2 separate regions of the Mus musculus genome follow, and region 2 is linked to region 1. The links are chromatin contacts, called in public promoter capture Hi-C maps. All regions are on one chromosome and are shown on one strand. Each heading gives the region's core, a stretch centred on a gene start, on an enhancer-like site or on the middle of the called end of the contact. The rest is flanking DNA. Distances are from core to core; before and after follow the strand shown.

Evidence for each region. Capture Hi-C pulls out chosen DNA fragments and counts their contacts.
Region 2: a promoter capture Hi-C map of adipose tissue shows a contact between it and region 1. The contact joins two enhancer-like sites. A contact is called at or near these places in 1 of 15 datasets of contacts at CTCF or cohesin (the NIH/3T3 cell line), 6 of 484 Hi-C or Micro-C datasets (the Ba/F3 cell line, CD4 T cells, the CH12 cell line and 3 more), 1 of 115 datasets of contacts at active chromatin or transcription factors (heart atrium) and 1 of 9 other capture datasets (adipose tissue).

Annotation. Positions count from the first base shown.
Region 1 is chr16:43,504,351-43,509,260 of GRCm38.p6, forward strand. The region is part of intron 5 of Zbtb20 (zinc finger and BTB domain containing 20); the gene reads left to right. Among named protein-coding and RNA genes, the nearest start is that of Gm15713, 87 kb to the left of the region's middle. Within about 2 kb of position 2,186, at least 90 of the 459 cell types and tissues checked have an H3K27ac peak or open chromatin away from gene starts, as enhancers often do. A contact at or near this core is called in the CH12 cell line, adipose tissue and uterus, where this site is marked.
Region 2 is chr16:43,407,914-43,412,823 of GRCm38.p6, forward strand. All of the region lies in intron 4 of Zbtb20 (zinc finger and BTB domain containing 20), which reads left to right. It overlaps Gm15713 (predicted gene 15713), which reads right to left. Exons shown (of 5, transcript NR_046026.1): 5 at 2,605-3,768. Among named protein-coding and RNA genes, the nearest start is that of Gm15713, 9.8 kb to the right of the region's middle. Within about 2 kb of position 2,943, at least 33 of the 459 cell types and tissues checked have an H3K27ac peak or open chromatin away from gene starts, as enhancers often do. A contact at or near this core is called in the CH12 cell line, adipose tissue and uterus, where this site is marked.

The sequences.
Region 1 (4,910 bases), core at 936-3,435:
TTTCAGGGAGTAGCTGCCCGGGGATTTTTCAGCATTTTCACTGGAGAACAAAGAGTTCTTTACAAAGGGAAGGGGGGGCTTAATGTCTGATATATGTTTTTCTATTTTTATTAGTTTTTTTGCCTAAAAAAGAAAGAGTCAGGAACAGAACATTACTCTATAAAAACACAAAGACATTCAAAAGAAAGCTAGTTATCTTTTCTCTCCATCACCCCTACATATATACATGAAAAATTAAAAGGAATGACTAATTAAGTTGGCTGTGTTGCTCTTTTCTCCTCCTCTAGTCTTTCTAAATTCAACTGCTCCTCTGCCCGCTTTGCTGTTCTTTCCCTACTCACTGCAAAAGTTGCTCAGGGTGCATCTTCCCTTAGCATGTCTGTTCCATTTTTGTGTCCCTGAAATCTTGTGGAAGAAAGAATGAGAGTCCATCAAATAATTGATTTAGGGGCAAGAACATCCTCTACTTTTGCCACTTTTTTGGGTAAAAAGTTAATTATGGAATTGGAGCTCCCAAAATACCAGTGGGGTACATCAGCTCATTTGATCTCCCAAGTTTTTGCATCCATCTGTGTAAAGGGCATCTCTGTGTCACTTGTCAGTTATAAAGGAGAGGTAGTAAGGGAGTAGGTGTTTATATTTTGTTTCTATGATATAAATTACCAAACTCCCAGAGACATTACTTGTCCCATCTATGATATATTAGTTCAAGCAAAATGTAGTCTAGACGGAGGTTTTCTCAACAATTCTGATTGCCATGTAGCTTTGTATTCTGTTTGATGTTTTGCCTATGCGTATGTATTTCCACTATGAATTTGTGTTTGTAGTAAACATTCTAGAATGCTTATCACTTTCAAATTAATCCTCTAACAAAAGAAAAGAGAAATCAGGACGGGAACTGTATGAGCAAAGTATAGTAAACAGTTTATCTTTTAATACATGCTGTACATTTTATATTTTTATACTAATATCCTTAACTTATAATCCCAGGGAAATGCTTTCTTTCTGAAAGTTCTGCTCTTAATGTGTTTATATTTTGAGTGTCGTTTGGTAATCATTTGAGGTACATAATGGACACTAAACTGAGCAGAGGGGAAATAGCTACAAGCGCCACCACAAAACCCTGAAAATGCAGACTAGGCTGAGCACCTAAGTGTGGCTCAGAGGGAAACAACTACAACAGTTGTCCACGAGTCAGAAACTCTCTCCTCCTCTTCCTCCCATTTATGGAAAAATAAAACTCATTCATTATCCCTGGGGCCGGACACTATAAGAAAAACTAGAGGTACATATATTTTCCCATGTGTATGAACTGTACGTCTATCTGTGTTTCTAAAGGGCACAGTGCTTATGGGGCAGAGGGCAACGCCTCACTAGTCAGCCCTCCTGGCTGGGAGGGCTGAATGCCTTGTGTTTGAAGTAACTTGATAACAAGGGGTCTTTTCGGGAACCCGTCTATGTGTGTGCTCCTTCAGTAATGACCCTCAAATTAAGCCTGGCACTGGGTGGCCAAGCTAGTACTTGACCTCATGGGAAGATACTAGAAGTAAGGGAAGTCTGGGCAAATCCAAAATTTCTAGGGCCGGTCACTTGTCACAGTTGCATGTTTTCTTGCGGGAAATTCTTGAATTCCACTCAAAAGTCTATATTTTTGTAGAATTTGTAAACGATCCTAAAATGAAAGTCACTCACCAAAAATAAAAGAAACTAAGTCTTTAAAAAGTTTTAGCTTAAAGGCAAGAGGCTTGGGGATTTTTTTCTGCCCTTGCTCCCCACCCCAGCCCCCACACATACTTTGCTTGGTTTCTTTTTCTTTTCTTCTCTTTTTTTCCCCTCTCCTGAATCCTTTTGTTACTGCAGCTGTTGTACCTGCATATTTGGTTTGTGTGTGTGAGTGTCCTCTCCTCACCCTTCATCTCTCTCCCTGTCTGCTGTTTGGGGTGGCCAGAGGATTTTCTGAGAGGGACAGAGGGAGGACTGGAAGAGGAAGAGGCTGTTGCTGAATGCAGCAGTACCCCCCCCCCCAAGTCAGGCAGCCCCGTCAGCTAGCTGTGCTGGGAGAGTACAGTGAGAGGTGATAGCTGTCATTCTGGGATTCTTCGTAGGTCTGACCTGAGAGTAACACACTCAACAGTCGAGGAGAAAGGGGAACATAGAGGAGGAAGAAAGAAACGCTCTTTGAGCTGGAATACACTGGCCCTTTCTTCCTGGAGGCAATCCGCTCTGGTTCTTGGCGACGTGTCCTGCACTATCAGATATCATATGACTTTTTATTTAGATTTCTTTTTGGAGAATGGCCTGTTAGGACTCTGTTTGTTTTCTTTTATTTAATTTCCTTCTCCCTTCACCCGCTAGTTTTGTGTATCTGTGTGTCAGAGTGTGTGCACGCATGCATATGTGTGTGCAGTTTTTATCTTTGTTTTTGTTCTGTTGATCGGATGCTTTATTTAAGGACAAAGCTTTAATTATTTCAGTATAGTGGTTTAATCATTTGCCAAAAAGAAACCTCATTCCAGGCTTTTGGGGGCTTGGGGTCCATTTTTAAACACATCCATTAACCCAGGAGGCTGCAGCTCCTGATGCCTGCTGGTCAGACCTTGGCCCACTCCCCCACCCTCACTTACCCCTCCTCCTCAGCAGCGTGCACAGCAGCGTGAGGTAGGAAACACCTGTGCGGAGTTGTGAGGGAAATAAAAGTAGAGGCAACTTCTTCAAATCTGGGCTCCTGCTTTCACTTTAATAAACTTTTTTTTCCGATCTTTGATTTTTTTTTTCTTTTCTTTTTGGCACCCTCTGTTGAGCTTGAAAACATCAGAGATAGTTAAGGATATGTCCGTGGCGCTTTTGTGAGGCCAGCTGAGCACCACTGGAAAGTGGAGCAGGAGTTGCAATCTATTCAGAGACTTAAGATTAAGTAAGAGATTTAAATAAGGTCTTTGAGATCTGTGCGCTGCTCGGTCAGGGTTTGGTGATAGGTGGTAGATGGGGTATTTAGGGTATTCAAGGCAGGGAGAGAGAAAATCCCAAACTGGAGAAAGACGAGCAGTTTTGCTGCAATTAGTACTTTTAAAACCTTAACTCAATCGAATTTTTATTTTATGTATCTCAAAATTTAGCTGACCAATATGTGATCAGCTATCTTTCCATGCTTGCTGTGCAATTATACTGACAATTCTTGCTGAATTTACCCTATAATTTCATGTATTTTTTTAGTTTTGGAGAGTTCAGATTTTAGTTAGAAAAAAAAAAAGCATAACTTCTCTCGATATGCCTAAAGTGGTCTATACATTATTCTTGCCATACTGAACATACTAGATTCTGATTGTATGTGTATGTTTTTGTGTTACAACACACAAGACTGCCTTAAAGACTCAGGTGACCGCTACATCCTTCAGACCTGTAGATTTTAGCTTCTTGTTACTTGTTCTGAAATTATTTTTCATGGACCTTTAATGTGCAATGTCTTTTTTTTTTATAACCAATTGTGAGTTTTGTTGAAACTTGAAGAGAAATTTATTCCACCCCTTTAAGAGTACCCAAAAGGGAAGGGAGAACTATTCTCTTTCAGCTCAAAAAAAAAATTTTTTTTAGAAACCTTTTTCCCCCAACGGAAAACTCCAAAACAGCTCTGTCTCAGAACGTTAAACTTGGCATGGGTAAGAAATGTGAGTTTTGCTTTGTTTGAGGAAATTTGTTTTCGAGACAACAATGTTATAAATATTTTTAAATTGCCTGCTGAGCATGCGCTGTCTCTGACTTTATTCATAGTTTTAAATACACACCAATGCAATCTTCTGAATGGCCACAGGTAAGGCTGTCGGTTTGTGGGATTCTTCTCTGAGGCACCTTCAGTGAGTCTCCTCAGTTTTCCAGAAGGGAAAGGGGCAGGAGCTGAGCTCAGACCTGGATACCCTTCTAACTATCCTAGAGAAAAAGTGAATTGCCCTCTAAGGCTTGCACACTGTACTTAGGGTAAGTACTATTCAACTTTTCTTTCCTGTATGAGTTGCCTGCCTTAACTTTCTGGCTTATTACTAGCAGAGTAAATGGGGAAATTTTTTAACTCAAGGAGGAATTTGCCTGAAACAGAAGATTTGCAGATTTAAGGGCATCTATTGTGCATAAATTTAGGGATCCGCGAATTTGCCAGTAAAATGCTAGCAGCTCAGTGCTTACAGAGCAAAGATGTGCTAGTCTGAACATGTCTGAGCTCATCTGGAATCGAAAGCTAAATCTAGGTGGGCCTGTTATAATACCCGAAAAGGAACACATGTGTCTTTTGTACAGGCTTTTTTTTTTTTTTTTTTTTTTTAAAGCCAGCCTTCCAAAGGCAAGTGACAAAAGAATTGGACTGGCCTCTTGCTCAGTTGGTCCTGTACTTTCCTCCTGCAGATACACACCCAGGTGCTCTTGCTGGTTCAGTGTGTTGTCATAGCTGCTGAGGAACAGTCTCTCCAGTCAGTAGTGGAAACACTTCCCACTTCCAGAAAGCTTTATCTCCACTCTCGATGTGATGTTGTCTCATGTAGGCATCTTCTGAGGTCTGCACTGTTGTTCGTAAGCTTCACAGTTCTCATTGCTCCTGCTCGAGTGCAGTTCGTCATTAGCTCTCTGTTATAGTCATGGTAGAGATTTGGTTTTCATTTTGGGAGGCCTTTTTAACTATTCAAACAAGTTACCCTCGAGGATGAAATTTCTCATACTTGTGACTCGGAAGTGAACTTGTCTTGAAAAGATTTGTAAAACAAATCTAATTAGCTGTTTGGATTTTGTTGTTGTTTTGTTTTGTTTTGTTTTTGTATTTTAAGTTCATGAATTTTAAACATTATAATAAATGTGACTGATCGGTTTTTAACAGAATATATTTTGCTATGCAGTGATTTTCTAATTCTGTCTTCTTTGTGTGCTTT
Region 2 (4,910 bases), core at 1,693-4,192, 96 kb before region 1:
ACCTTTAGTTATTCTTCCTAGATTAGGATAGTAATTTACTTGTCTCTTTGATTTTAAGTGTCTGGTTTTGTTTCCAGATGCCTCCCAGCTCATCTGTATTCCAGGGGTTTCAAAAGACTTTAACCTCATTGGTTCTTTCCTTTGTCAATTCCATTTGGTGAACACAGGAGGGATATAGAAACTAGAGAGGACAAGGGAGGGCTGTGTGTGTGTGTGTGTGTGTGTGTGTGTGTGTGTGAGAGAGAGAGAGAGAGAGAGAGAGAGAGAGAGAGAGAGAGAGAGGTAAAGCATATGGGGAGGGCTTGGTGAGGCTGCAGAAATAAATGAAAGGCATTCACTTTCAGCATATCAGCTATTATACCAGAGCAAGTCAGGGTGGAATTTAAGAGGTGATGTGTAGGACAGTGTAGTGAAAATGCTATTCGATGGGTTCATGTGGAAAAGCCCTCTAACCAGCAGTAATCTCTGGCTCTCTGAAATGATTGCAGTATATGAAAGAGATGGAGAAACCATAGAAATTGTATCCTAATGCCAATAGGGTAACAGCTCTTGGATTTTAACATGCAATAGAGAAAAGGCATCTATGCATGGGTGTCATCCATGTTTACAAGGGCCTGGCTAGCACTGTTTATTGATTTTATTGCAATTTTCCCCAGGACCCTGTAGATAGATAATTACTGGAAATGTCCATCATTAGCACAACAACAAATACAACCACTGTTCTAAGAAAAAGATTCACATAGGTCCCTGCGAGCAACTATCAATTGGCGAGGAGGAGAGTCACACAATAAACATGTACAGCTATAACTCCAGGCAAACACACACACTCAACACCCTCTGTAGCCATTGCACTGAGAAAATACACACAGCCCCCTGTGCAGCCATCACACATCAGGAAAACACACACACGACACCCCTATGCAACCATCACACCAGGCAAGAGCAGAGACATAAAATGCTAAGTCAATAGGAATGAACAGCTCATAAAAGCCTACTGGAATAGATCACATCACAGCCAGGTACATCTGTTCTCAGCACTAACCATTATCGTTAGCTTAAAATGCTTAAAATCACTGCGCATCCTCAGGTCTAGGGACAGATTATTCCAAAAAGATTCTGCTAAATAGATTTGGCAATGCAGTGAAGGGGACCTCCACTACATTAAAGTGATGCATTTTGCATCTCAAAGGCTGTCAACTGTATTTAGAGGGATTGTGTGATTGAAGAACAATGCTCCAGGACAGGATAGCAATTTTTTCTGGCCCTTCTAAATCTGAAGGTGATTTTTACCCCAAGTTGAGCTAAGTGTGCAATTGAATTGGGTAGCTCTCCAACTGGGAGGTGGCTAATAAAAGCAGAATTGAAACTAGCTTTCAAGTTGTGCTGCAAAGGAAGCCACTGCATCCTGTTTTAAGCTGGAACTCTCAGGTGGGATGTCCTCTGAAAGGTCTTCCTGAGGTCAGACTTCAAGCCACCAACAAGAGCTAAATAAGTAGTAACTACTGTCCTTGCTCCACACGCCTGCATGCCCCTTAGGGGGAATAAAGGAACCACCTCCTACTTCTTTTACCAATGCCTTCTCTTTATCCTCTTGCTGTGGTCTGTGATGTTATCCAAACCCTGTGACACAGGGTCAACACAGCAAGGGAGACTTGGGGTGTCCTGAAGACTGGCCCAAAAGAACTAGGGTTTGAGGTTTGTAGTTCTTTCTGTATTTCAATCACGGTGGCGCTTCATCTTTCTTCTGAGCGAGTTTCTACTGAGAAGTTTCAGACTAGCTTGTTAAGAATGATTTACACCATAATTCTAGGAAAAACAAATGTGAGTGACTGAGATTTGAAAGGAAAGAGTAGGGGGGAGTGCCAGACCAAACAAATCCTAAGTAAATAGGGTGGCTTTGCAAGGGTGGTAATGGGATTTTTGCTTGTTTCCTTACTTAAAAAAAAAAATGACAATGGATTATTAGCAATCATTTCTCTTACCTGGGTAGAGCCAAGCAAAGGACAGGAATGGTTCTATTGGCTCCACACAAGAGCATGATTTTCAGGAAGGACAGGTGTTTCCCGAATTCACATGACAACATCTTAATGAGAATGAACAGAACTGAAAAGGAGAACTAAGATTTCTACTTTTATTTTTTTCCGAATGTGGCAGAAAGTGTTTTGTTAGGGTGAGAGATAAGCATTTTCTATAAAACAATGCCCCAGTGACATGAGGTAATTACATGGTGGCTGGGGCACACCGCATGGTTTACTTAGAGAAATTGCATGATACCTACGTGATGACTATAGTAACACTAGTTACCACTACCACATTATCTCCTGATAACTATATAATTAGTTTGTATCATCAAAGCACCCTAAACGTGTGCCTATTCCAGCTACTCTGGTAGAAAAAAAAAAAATAAACTTTTTTGCAAAGGGAAAAAAAGCTAATGAAGAAAGTTGCCAAGAACAGATATTTTGTAATCTGTGCTAAATCTCTGCTGGAAAACATGAACAGTAACGAAGCTGAGAAGACAGTAAAAGAAATTCGGGGCAAGGTGCCAGACGCCCAGACGGAAGGAGAATGTGGACCAAAAGATTGCGACAATCGGGTAATTATGGTTTATGAATCTCAGCTTTAATCTGTAGTTCAGTGAGTCCTGATTAAATATCTGTTAAACACAATTAAAGTTTGTTTTTGTATTTCACCGTCTTGATCAGAATAATTAGAGACTGCGTGTTTCGTGTCAAAAGTAGCAAGAGGAATTTTAGTGAATGAACATCGTTTTTAAAAGCCATTTGTAGCACCAGCTGTTGGCATTATTTTATATTTTAGTGTTATCAGCATAAAGATGGCCCTCTGGATGCTGAACAGTTTCCAGCAGGACAAGGATGGTGTGCAGTTATGATGGGCACGTGCTGATAAAGCAAGCGTGTTCAGGGTTTGTGTTCTCTACAAACAGTGCTGGGGAGATGGAAACCAGAGACGGGTTCAGGTGGCAGGAGAGAGGAGGCGAGCAAGGCACTAAGCAATGGGACTTCTGGTGGTGTAGTCACCTGCAGCAGCATCTGCAGAGTCTGGATGGCTTGTGAAGATGGGTTGTTTATCTTAGCTGAAGGAAAGACTCAAGGAGGTTATGTTGGAAAAGTACTGGGAGTCTCTCCTGCCCGTGGCTAGAGATGTGAGCCTTACTCCTAGAATTGATGGAGGAGGGTACAGAAAGCACTTACCATATTAATAATTCTTTTCTGGGAAAACTGTGAGTTCTCTAAGCAGGCCATGCTTAATCTAGGTAAAATGGTAAAAGAGGACTATACAAGCCAAAGATGAAACTAAGATTCCTACGTCTTATGCCAAAAAGAGGGGTTAGCAAGTTGCAAGCTGCTAACTATTTAAATACTTTGATGGCACATTAAGATGTCTGTGTAGTTTACCATTGTATGAGCTTAAAGAAATGATATTATCCACTTAGTTTCTTGAGATTTGGGTACCGAGAATATTTTCTTTCCTATTATAGATTAATGGCCTCCAAGGAAATGTATACCGGAATCTTAAGAACCCATGAATATGTTGTCTGATATGACTGTGGGACTTTGCAGATATGATTAAAGGATTGAAGATTATCCAAGATTATCTGAGTAAACCCAAAACGGTCACAAAGGTCCTTAAAATAAAAAGAGGCACAAGGTTCACACCCAGAAGAGGCAGGAGTCAGGAGGGATGGTGCTGCTTTGAAGATGCGGAGAGGAGTCCTAAGCCAAGGAATATAGGCAGCTTTAGAACCTGGAAGATCAAAGATTATAGTCAGCCTTTGGAATGTGGAAAGACAAAGGAAGCAAGTCTTCCTTAGGTCCCCCAGAAAAAACGAGGGGTTGGTGACATGATCATGATTTAGGTGTTATTAGTTGTGTGGGGGAAAGGGTGTTTATTTTGTGTGTGGTGCTGGACATGGAACACAGCACTTTGTGCAAGTTAGACAAATGCTTTACCAATGAGCTGCAAATACAACCCAAAAAAAAATCTTTATTTTTAAGACCTTAAGCTTGTGATATTTTGTTATAGTGGCAAGGATAAATTAATATGGTCTCATGAACCTGCCTTGCAGACTTGAACTATCATTTAAAACTGTCTAGTTAAAAGTATGAGAACAAGTCTCTGAATTTACCCTTCTATGGCCCATTTGAAGTTTCCTTTGTGGCATCCTTTGGAGATGGTGCCTATGATAATAATCAAGTGAACCTGTACTGTAAAATCACGGGCAAGTTTAACCCCATCCCTCTACCACAACTTAGCAGAAGTCCTATCCTCTCAGGAGGAACTAAGAATAATTAGTTTTTCAGTAGTGTTATTTATAGAGATTTCTACCCTCTTCTAATTAACAATTTCTGTTGATCATCTAAAGAAAACAGTTGCCCCCTTCCTCAAAAGAGTGAGTTACACTCTCAAGCCTATCCATGGGTTTCAATTAATTATCAATCATTTACAATTGTGAACCACAAAAACACTACAGCATTGACTAGACTTGCAGGATTTGAGACCAAAATTATGTAAGATTTATTTAACATGAGAAATTAGACTAGCCATTAATTTTCCATGCGATCCTGGCTTTTAATTACTAAAATAAGTGGTTTTGATGGGAATGTACCCAGGAAGCACCTCTTTCTTCTAAAGTTTGTAAAACTATGTTTGAAGATCCAAGTGGGCAGATGCTGCCATTGTCCTGGGCTCATATCATTTGTCATTCATCCATTCACTCAGCAAACATTTGTTGAGCTCTGACTATTCTGCTGCTATAGACAGTAGGAATTTACTAGTGAACAGGACTCTCAAGACATCCTTCCATCTGGAACATTCTAGTTAGAGGAGATGGGTAGGTAATATGTAAAGCCTGAAGAATAAAATGAAGAATAATAAAAATGTAGCCT